Regions from separate parts of the Xenopus tropicalis genome. Here region 2 is linked to region 1. A link is a contact called in public Hi-C data. All regions are on one chromosome and are shown on one strand. The core of a region is the stretch at or near the end of the contact, and the rest is flanking DNA. Distances in the headings are between cores, read along the strand shown.

Region 1 (5,414 bases), core at 1,073-3,572:
TACAGGTATAGGACCCATTATCCAGAATGCTTGGGACCAAGGGTATTCTGGATAAGGGGCCTTTCCGTAATTTGGATCTCCATAGGTCTACTAAAAAATTTATAAAACATTAATTAAACCCAATAGGATTGTTTTTCATCCAATACGGATTATTTATATCTTAGTTGGGATCAAGTACAGGTACTGTTTTATTATTACAGAGAAAAGGGAATCATTTAACCATTAAATAAACCCAATAGGGCTGTTCTGCCCCCAATAAGGGGTAATTATATCTTAGTTGGGATCAAGTACAGGTACTGTTTTATTATTACAGAGAAAAGGGAATCATTTAACCATTAAATAAACCCAATAGGGCTGTTCTGCCCCCAATAAGGGGTAATTATATCTTAGTTGGGATCAATTACAAGGTACTGTTTTATTGTTACAGAGAAAAAGCAAATCAGTTTTAAAATTCTGAATTATTTGATTAAAATGGAGTCTATGGGAGACAGGCTTTCCGTAATTTGGAGCTTTCTGGATAACGGGTTTCCGGATAAGGGATCCCATACCTGTACCTTGTAATTAATCCTAACTAAGGTATAATTACTCCTTATTGGAGGCAAAACAATCCTATTGGGCTTAATTAATGTTTATTTGTATTTTTTAGCAGACTTAAGGTAAGGAGATCCAAATTACAGAAAGACCCCTTATCTGGAATACCCTTGGTCCCGAGCATTCTGGATAACGGGTCACATACCTGTACAATAATTTAGAGATCACTTGGATAGGATACTTACAAAAAAAGTGCTGATTCAGCCTAAAGGATCCTTAGCCGACCCATTTCATAGCAGCAATGGCTTGAGATTCTATAATTAGCAGGGCCGGTGATGCTCATAATAGAACGGTCAGTGAGGCATCACACCCAAATGAGTGTTCAGCTGAGAGTGAAACACTTAGTAATTATAGGCTTCAAGGAAAACATTCCCAAGAGTAGGGCATTTATCATAATGTCATTAATGTAAAGCCAATCCTGGATGATTAAAGGGAATACACACCTTTTAGGCTGGGAAAACCTTCTTTTTAGCATATTGTGTGCTCAGAGAATTTCTTACTATATGGGCACCCATATATGTGTGTGCGTGTAGGGCCTCCCATCTCTGAGATAGAGATGAAGTGGTTTCCATTGGTTACACAGAATACCTGTTGGGCTGCTGGGGGAAGATCTCCATGTAGATGAAGAATGTAGTTGAGTGATTTAGAAGAGGGAGGCGCAGGTAAGTAGAAGACACAGGGTGGTGTTCAATTAAGGAGATTATTTAAGTAGAAGGTATATCCATTGATTTTCTCCGCCTCTCACACCCTGGGATTGGGAACAGTGTAAGAAACTGGTTTCCTCTGTATTTGCTTGTGTAAGCATGAGGATAATTATTTGAAAAAAAAGGAGGGCAGAAGAGTTCAGGTATCTCTAACAGTGCTGTTCCTGCTGAATTATTTTTAGTAAAGAAAATAGCAAATCAGTGCATTGTGTCTGAGTCTGAGCTTTCAGAAGGAGCCAGCGCTACACATTAGAACTGCTTTCAGCTAACCTATTGTTTCTCCTACTCCCATGTAACTGGAGGAGTCCCAAGCCAGACTTGGATTTCTTACTATTGAGTGCTATTCTGATACCTACTGGGAGCTGCTATCTTGCTCCCTTCCCATTGTTCTGCTGATCGGCTGCTGGGAGGGGGAGGGGGATATCACTCCAACTTGCAGCACAGCAGTAAAGTGTAACTGAAGTTTATCAGAGCACAAGTCATGTGGCTGTGGCACCCTGGGAAATGAAGAATATGGCTAGCCCCATGTGAAATTTCAAAATTAAATATAAAATCTGTTTGCAGAAAATAGTAAAAAGTGGATTTCAATGCAGGATTCTACTGGAGAAGCTCTATTAACTGATGTGTATTCCCATGACAATATTCCTTTAAGGGGCTGTTCCTGCTGAATTGTGCTTAGTACAGGGGAATATATATGCTGCCATAGTTTTATGGTATCTCTGTACAGGCTAGAAGCAAACTTAGGGGGCTGTTTCTGCTCAATTGTGCTTAGTACAGGGAATCCCTATGCTGCCATAGTTTTATGGTATCTCTCTGTACAGGCTATGAGCAAACTTAGGGGGCTGTTCCTGCTGAATTGTGCTTAGTACAGGGGAATCCCTATGCTGCCATAGTTTTATGGTATCTCTCTGTAAAGGCTATGAACAAACGTAGGGGGCTGTTCCATACCCCATTTTACTGTGCATGCCCTCGCTGACACCAAACTCACCATTGAGTCCATCAGTGCAGTCGGATGTAGCTGGGCAGCCAAAGAACAATGGAGACTGAAAGGCTAAAAATTGAAAGCTGAGCCAGTAACACCTTCACAGATCCCTGCAGGAGGAAACTTTACATGAATACAGAAAACAAAGCATTGCGTATGGCTTCCCAACAATGATTCACTTTATTGCTGATGGGAAGACATTTCGGGGAGATTAGTTGCCCCAGTCACCGCAGTAGCCAAGGTTAACCACAGACGAGTAATCACCCTGTGGGACCATGAGGCTCAGTATTATGATCAACCTTATGCATCTTTGTGAGATTTTTGCTTTATAGTTGTTGGAATGCACCTAAAATAATCCGTTTCCGTTCCTGCAGCATCCTGAGTGTTTTTGAATTTATAACGTGCACCATTTAATATCCCGGCTGCTTTGGATACACGGAGCGCACTCCGACTTCCAATGCCCTTCCCCATGGAATAGGCTGGGACTCAGCTCCCGTATAGTCCCACTTTCCCTGTATCTCTCCCAGGCAGCTCTGCTAAAGCCATTAAGTGAGTACAGGTGCCTATATTGGGAACCCCAGGAGCTAATGCACAGCATATGTTCTGCTAATTCACAGATCTGTAAGCACCATTAACAGCCGAGGTTACATGCCTATTACCCTAAGTTCAATCCGCTTGTTAGGATACAATATGTTCCCTGTTCTTACCCTGAAGTGCTGCATTCCTTGCATGGAAGCTGCTCCTGCTGAACTATATAGAAACTACTGAGTCACTAGGGCAAAAGCAGAAGGAATAGAGGGGAAGTATAACTACATTTTTTAAAGACTTTCACCATCATGAGTTAGCCGGCAGCCCTAGGGTTGCTGTTTCTCAAATGAACCAAAATTTTGGTAATGGCAGTTAGAAACTGCTAATATCTCAGAAACCACTACAATACCAGAAAGTGACAGAAAAGCAATATGAGTAAGTAAAGATCAGTTCTTTTTTTGTTTTTTTTTCTGCAAGATTAATAAACAGCAGATAGAGACATGTGGCCTTAGCATAACTATTACTATTATCCCTGTGTTGCAGCAATAGTACCGGAATGTAGAGACAAGATGTATTCCAAAACGGAAAGTGCTTCACCTGTTTCCTCTCTCTGTCTCCCAATGGGATATTTAAAACAAGCATGTGTTTGAACCATCCAAGTGTTTTACCTACAGGTTATATGATCTCTCCCTTAGCAAGAGAAAAGATTTGTTCAATAAAGCTGCAGAAAGTGGGTGGGGGCAAATGTATAGGGGTCGTGACTACAGCACAAATCTATCATCTATTTATCCTTTTTTTGTTTCTATATATCTGTAACCTTGTTATGAGCTAAGGGGGCCCAGCCTGAAGGCCAGTTAGGGGGAGATTTGGGGCGAGTGCTTATTTGTGTCCTGGGTACCCCTGGAACTATAGCAGGGTGACTGTTACCCCAATGTTTCTATATATCTGTAACCTTGTTATGAGCTAAGGGGGCCCAGCCTGAAGGCCAGTTAGGGGGAGATTTGGGGTGAGTGCTTATTTGTGCCCTGGGTACCACTGGTACTATAGCAGGGTGACTGTTACCCCAATGTTTCTATATATCTGTAACCTTGTTATGGGCTAAGGGGGCCCAGCCTGAAGGCCAGTTAGGGGGGATTTGGGGTGAGTGCTTATTTGTGCCCTGGGTACCCCTGGAACTATAGCAGGGTGACTGTTACCCCAATGTTTCTATATATCTGTAACCTTGTTATGGGCTAAGGGGGCCCAGCCTGAAGGCCAGTTAGGGGGAGATTTGGGGTGAGTGCTTATTTGTGCCCTGGGTACCCCTGGAACTATAGCAGGGTGACTGTTACCCCAATGTGTCTATATATCTGTAACCTTGTTATGAGCTAAGGGGGCCCAGCCTGAAGGCCAGTTAGGGGGGGATTTGGGGTAAGTGCTTATTTGTGCCCTGGGTACCCCTGGTACTATAGCAGGGTGACTGTTACCCCAATGTTTCTATATATCTGTAACCTTGTTATGAGCTAAGGGGGCCCAGCCAGAAGGCCAGTTGAGATGAGTGTTTTTTGTGCCCTGGGCACCCCTTAACTATAGCAAGGTGACTGGTACACCCCCGTTTTCATCTGTAAATTGGTTATGATGTTAGTGGAGCACAAAGGGGGTTCAAAATTATGAGGTCTGATTACTGCATTAAGGAAATAGCCAAATTGAGTAAATGTATTTAGAGTAATCCCACCTTTGCTAACAGGCAGTTAATCTGTAATTAAACGTGAAAGGAATTGTAAATTCTGTATTCATTGTATAAATTGTATAAATTGTAAATATCTGCTGTATTCAGGTTGAAGGGACTTCTGGATCAGCCAGACTGCTATTCCTTGTCTGTTCTAATTCTTTAGGGGACATTTATTTGCTGGTATTTTTCAGAGTTATTAGTATAAGTGATCTGTATAGTCTGCAGTTCCACTACAACTCCCAGCATCTACTGACGATGAAAGCGAGACATATCTGTGCCTATATATTATACAGGTACATTATGTGCATATATGATATGGGGGTTACACTGTGACAGTGGGGGGGGGGGGGGGGCTGGGGGAAAGGTGGGGGGTATATCTGTGCCTATATATTATACAGTTACATTATGTGCATATATGATATGGGGGTTACACTGTGACAGTGGGGGGGGGGGGGGCTGGGGGAAAGGTGGGGGGTATATCTGTGCCTATATATTATACAGGTACATTATGTGCATATATGATATGGGGGTTACACTGGGACAGTGGGTGGGACTAGAACACTATGATGGCAGCTTACAGGCCAAGAGGCAGAAATGATTCAATTCAAGCAGTTGGCCAGATGTGCATTCTCAACTCCTTTGAGTTTTTGAATATTATCTAGTGATCTGAAAATAGTCCAACTACTTGCCCTCTGTACATCCAATTACTGACATTCTCTTCTACTACTTTTTCCCTGTCCATATCTGAAATTCATTATAATGATAAATGGTTTGTGAGGAAGGGAAACCTACCAGGGAGATAATTATTCCCAGCCCCAGAAAGACAGCTGGGTTTACAAATTTAAGAATAATACTGTATATATGTATATATATATATATTTTTTTTCCCTCATTTATT
Region 2 (5,414 bases), core at 789-3,288, 68 kb before region 1:
AAGAAAAAGCAAGAATAATATTTAATGGTGTGTTTCTAAAGAAATATGCATGCCACAAAACTAGGACAGGCTTTTTCATTTAATGTCAAGTGAGGTAGCTGCCATGTTAAGAGCTTTGCACAATAAAACCGCAGAATGCATATTTGGCCACTAGAGGTGCTGGTGTACTGAACCCTGGGGGAGAACAATGTGTGCTGCCTGTCTTTACAGAAGTGTCTTCTATTCAAATTTATAACTAAAAAAAAAAAAAAAAAAAAAAAATATCAGAATTACATGTACTATGCCCATAAACTATTCTATTCATCTCTAGAAAATATTTCTTAATTAGGTACCAGTATACATATATTTTTTAAAAACACAGTTACCAATAAATTTGTATCTAGTAATGCTGTATGAAGTTCTCACAAATAAAAAGTATTTTGAAAGGAAGGACGTACATTTTGTGCAATCCACTTCCTTTTCGGTTTAAACAGGAATTCAGTCCTTAATTCCCGTTATAAAGAACAACAGGGCATTATTTAGAAATATAAAATTAGCAGAAGAGTTTCCAAGATGATTTTGTAGCTTTGAGAAATAGGTGTAACCAGTGAAATGAGAGCACAGCTTGCAGAAAACACCAGCTAATATGGCAGCTAAAACTTTAGTGGTGCTTTAAATGTGCATTATAATTAGTAGTGTCTATCAACACCTCTCCCTACCCCCACCTTAACAACCAACACCCAGTGTTGAAAAGAATAATAGAAGAAAAGAACCTTTCTAAACTAGTAAAGATTTGCTGTACCTTACCCAAATTTTACTATCCTGAAAGCATATCGGTAGATACTAACTTATCAGGAGATATAAAACTTACTCTTTAACAAAGTGTGTCTATTCCCAGTGTTGCCAAATGAAAGGCACTTTGCTAGTTAAATACTATAGTTCAGGGCAATGGCTTTTTACACAATTCCCCCCAAACTATAAACACTGCTCTACCTTTTGTTTGTACTATATATTGATTTTAGAGAGATCCAACTGGTTCTGCAAAAAAGGAAAAACGTAAAGGGGCTCCAAAAAAGAAATCTGTAAATCATACTAAATGAATCCCTTTGTTGCCAAAGGATCATCAACACATTGCTTTGCAATACACAAAAGCCCCCAGCCACCCCCCTCTTCCTCCTCCTCCTCCTCCTCCTCCCTACACCTGGCAGCATGGTTCAATCTATGCACTTCTCAATACCATGGAAAAAAAAAAAAGACAAAAGTTTCCAAGAAACATTTCCCAATCATTCAGATTGATAGATGAAGGAAAGGGCAAAGCAGCCACACATACAACTATTAATCTAACAGCAAAGGGTGCTTGTACCTACTCCTGTGCATGCATTAGCAGGGATAAGATATCAAGGCTGGCGGACATCTTGCAGAACAGTGTAACCGACTCCTGTTCCTCACTCCAAACACATTGGGGAAGGCCCTAGTAGTAGAAAACAACCTATAACTCTATGCCAACCAAAAGCAGAAGAGGGAAAAGGTTACCCTCTTTGATACTGCAGAGACAGCCCACCTATATCAATAACTGGGTCAGTTTTTTTTTAAACTAAAGAACTCACATGGTTATGTGGAGGTTGTTGGGGGTTGTAGTTTAACACAATATATATATATATATATATATATATATATATATATATATATATATATATGTAGTACTGTAAAATCTTTTGCCAGCTTTTTTTTTTTTTTTTTTTTTTTTTTTAAACTCCAGGATGTATATATAAACATAAAAACTTTAAGTCTAAAATGATAATGCAACAAACAGGTTTGTAAGCAATGCCATAGGCTTGAATCTTAGTGTTCCTTCACTTCCTATTTTCACTTTGCTCTTGTGAACTGCTGCTTCCTACATAATGAGAGACAGAAAAGGCTTTCAAGGTCATCTTAAAAAATGCCCCAAACTGGCGGATCAGCAGACTCTCCTACCTTGTGCTGCAGGGAACACAGCTGACAGTGTAACCTTTAGAGCACAATGCTCAGTCCAACCCAGGCAAGAAGCAGAGAAAGAAATCCAAGTGCTAAGTGAGCCTCTCTCTCTCTCTAATGGTATTGTAGCCTCCCCAGCACTTGCATAACAAACCTGTCCCATGAACCTATTAATTACAGACGCCACAGAAAGTCTGCAGCTTTCAGAAAGAGACAGAGAAAGAAAGAGAAATGTCTTCCTGATGGGCTTTAAAGAGACACAATGAAGAAGAAGCAGCAGCTGCATTGTTACAAGATATCTTCTGCATATAGGGAACTTACACTCTATCAACTGATCTAAACAGATTCAATTCGACTAAATGAAATCAAAAGGAGAACTTTTCATACCCTACCCCCCACCCACAGATTACCTCTCTCCAAATCCCCCCCCCCCCTCACTGAAGCCCCCCTGATGGGCAGCTCAGTTCCAGCCTGGTGTTATTATCTGCTTTCCCACAAACAAGGGACAGACCTGGGGAGTTTAAATATTAGCAAACATGGCTATTTAGCAAGCACAAACATTATATACACATACAGACTATACACAGACTAGAATATGTATATTCCCTAACATTCTTCACTGATTAAATCAATGTGTGCCTATATATATATATATATATATATATATATATAATGAAGTATATTTACCAGATCTGTAGTTACTAATTTATATATATTTATTATTAAACGTATATTAAAAGTTTAACCTCCCCCCACCGACCAATACCAGCAGCAGTAAGATTGAGCCATGCAGAACTAGCAGCAGTGGGAATCTCTGAGAAGAGTTGGTGGGGGTGTTCCTATATAAACATATTTAGATAAGTATTTAATAACCATAGTATATACCCCCCTACTCACACACACACAGGTATACAGACCGGATCAGGGGCAGCAGAAGGAGTCCCAGCAGTGAGCAGGCAGTTAGTGCCTGTAGATGATCTGATAGTAAATAAGGAGGAGGGCTGAATGGCAGAAGTTTGCAGCTTCCCTCCCTCCCCCCTTCCCCCGGCTGTTGGAGGATGAGGATGATGAAGAAGAAGAATAGCAGAGGGTGGGGGCTCGTTACCTTTCTCTAGTTATGTACATGAGAGCGGTTGGGTTAATGGGGAGTTACATACCCAGCATTAGCTGTACCTGCCTCTTCTTATTTGGGGAAGGCACTTCCTGAGTGTGAGGGGGGGGGGGGAACACTCATCCTCTTTATACTCCATGTCCCTTGTATGATCCCGCCCCCTCCCCCCCCATGTATTGTGGCCCGAAGTCACCCGTCACCCTTACTAGTTACACTTACCCCCCAATATCAGCCATAACCACACAAGCAGTGCCCTTCATATTGGTTTCATATATAGAGCAGGAGAGCCGGTTATATAATAGTATATAATAGAGTATGACCAGGACTGGGGGGTGTGGGGGATATAGAAAGAATTGCGCATTCCCACGTTTATCTACCCCCCCCAACAAAACATATACATTGTAAAGGTCATTTACTCCTCCCTCCCAGGTGCCCCCCCATAATCCAGGAATTATGCCATGCTCTATTCATTCACCGCCCCCTAAATGGGGGGGGGGTCCAATTCTTTCTGTGTTTGGTACCAACACCCCCTATTTAGGAAATTGGGTTCAACCTCTGTACCCCCCGAGTCCCAGCACCTAATGCCCCCTCTATATACAGCTGTTAAGCTAATGGAGATAGCTAATACTGGGGGGGGGGGGGTGTTGCACCCCCATGTATAGTAATTGATATGGGGTCTCTAACCCCTTAACATCCCACTACCTTTAGCAACCCCCAATATATTGCAATCACCCCCCCTAACCTACAATCAGAATACTAGGGGGGGGGGGGTTGCACCCCCATGTATAGTAATTGATATGGGGTCTCTAACCCCTTAACATCCCACTACCTTTAGCAACCCCCAATATATTGCAATCACCCCCTTACCTACAATCAGAATACTGGGGGGGGGGGGGTTGCACCCCCATGTATAGTAATTGATATGGGGTCTCTAACCCCTTAACATCCCACTACCTTTAGCAACCCCCAATATATTGCAATCACCCCCTTACCTACAATCAGAATACTGGGGGGGGGGTTGCACCCCCATGTATAGTAATTGATATGGGGTCTCTAACCCCTTAACATCCCACTACCTTTAGCAACCCCCAATATATTGCAATCACCCCCTAACCTACAATCAGAATACATGGGGGGGGTTGCACCCCCATGTATAGTAATTGATATGGGGTCTCTAACCCCTTAACATCCCACTACCTTTAGCAACCCCCAATATATTGCAATCACCCCCTTACCTACAATCAGAATACTAGGGGGCGGGTTGCACCCCCATGTATAGTAATTGATATGGGGTCTCTAACCCCTTAACATCCCACTACCTTTAGCAACCCCCAATATATTGCAATCACCCCCCTAACCAACAATCAGAATACTAGGGGGGGGGGGTCACATCTCCTCTGCCCTTAGCAGTCCCCATATATTGCAGTACAATTAATATATAGCTATCTCTATGTCAGCAGCCGCCCACCCATATACACCTGTACAACTTGGGGGATTTCTCCAGCTGCCCAACCATGTAACATGGATACTGCAGGGGTCCCAGCCCCTCTATCCGCAGCAGGACACCGCTTATACTGCAATACAGAGTCAGAGAGGGTCCCACAAACACAGCATTAATAGTTATATGGTGTGACATGGGTGTGGGTTGCATATGAATGCACCACTGTGGCCCTCACCTCTGTGCCTCACTGCACAGCTGTTGCTCTAAGTATCCTCTTAGGCGCTGCGCAGGCACAGCAACAGGCTAGGCGGGAGCGCGCACGGCAGTTAGACCGTTGCCCGTGACTTGACTTTATTGTGACTGGGCGGCGGGAAAAGGAGGGGGTCATGTGACAGGCAACTGGGGAAAGCTTAGTTACAAAATTGCCATCTTATTAACTGTTAATACACCGCTCTGGCCATAGGCCGGTAAACAATCACTTTAATTATTATAAGGTGTTGTGGTTTTTTTGTATAATAAACTGCTTTAGTGGCAATGTGGGTTACTTTGATGCATTTGGAACAACTGGAAACAGAAGAAAGGCCCCCAAAATTGATTTTTTAGACATATTATGTAATGACATCATTGTTGTTTGGTTGTCTGTATAGCAGCACTGTAGGGTTCATTTTATAACCACCTGTAATATCTGGGTCACCTTTTCTTTCTTTTGCTTTGGGCACCCCAGTGCTAAATGTGAAGGGACAAGATGGTGACAGTAGGGGGCCCATTTACAAAACCTTGATTAAGTATTTATGAGGTATAATTGTATTTTTCTAACTTTTCGGAATGTCCGAATGTCCATTTCATGGTTTATATTAAGTTCCACAAAAAACACTACGAACATTTCAGAATTTATTCAAACTTTGGTAT

Evidence for each region. Hi-C and Micro-C count contacts between places; a contact is called where the count stands out from the background.
Region 2: a Hi-C map of gastrula embryo shows a contact between it and region 1, with 2.7 times the contacts expected there. The contact joins the promoter of znf217 here to the enhancer-like site in region 1. A contact is called at or near these places in 4 of 5 Hi-C or Micro-C datasets (brain, gastrula embryo, liver and 1 more).

What each region holds. Positions count from the first base shown.
Region 1 is chr10:34,500,254-34,505,667 of UCB_Xtro_10.0, reverse strand. No RefSeq gene overlaps it. Among named protein-coding and RNA genes, the nearest start is that of bcas1, 65 kb to the right of the region's middle. Within about 2 kb of position 2,322, at least 5 of the 11 cell types and tissues checked have an H3K27ac peak or open chromatin away from gene starts, as enhancers often do. A contact at or near this core is called in gastrula embryo and liver, where this site is marked.
Region 2 is chr10:34,567,820-34,573,233 of UCB_Xtro_10.0, reverse strand. znf217 (zinc finger protein 217) reads right to left here and starts at 2,038. Exons shown (of 6, transcript NM_001045782.2): 1 at 1,954-2,038.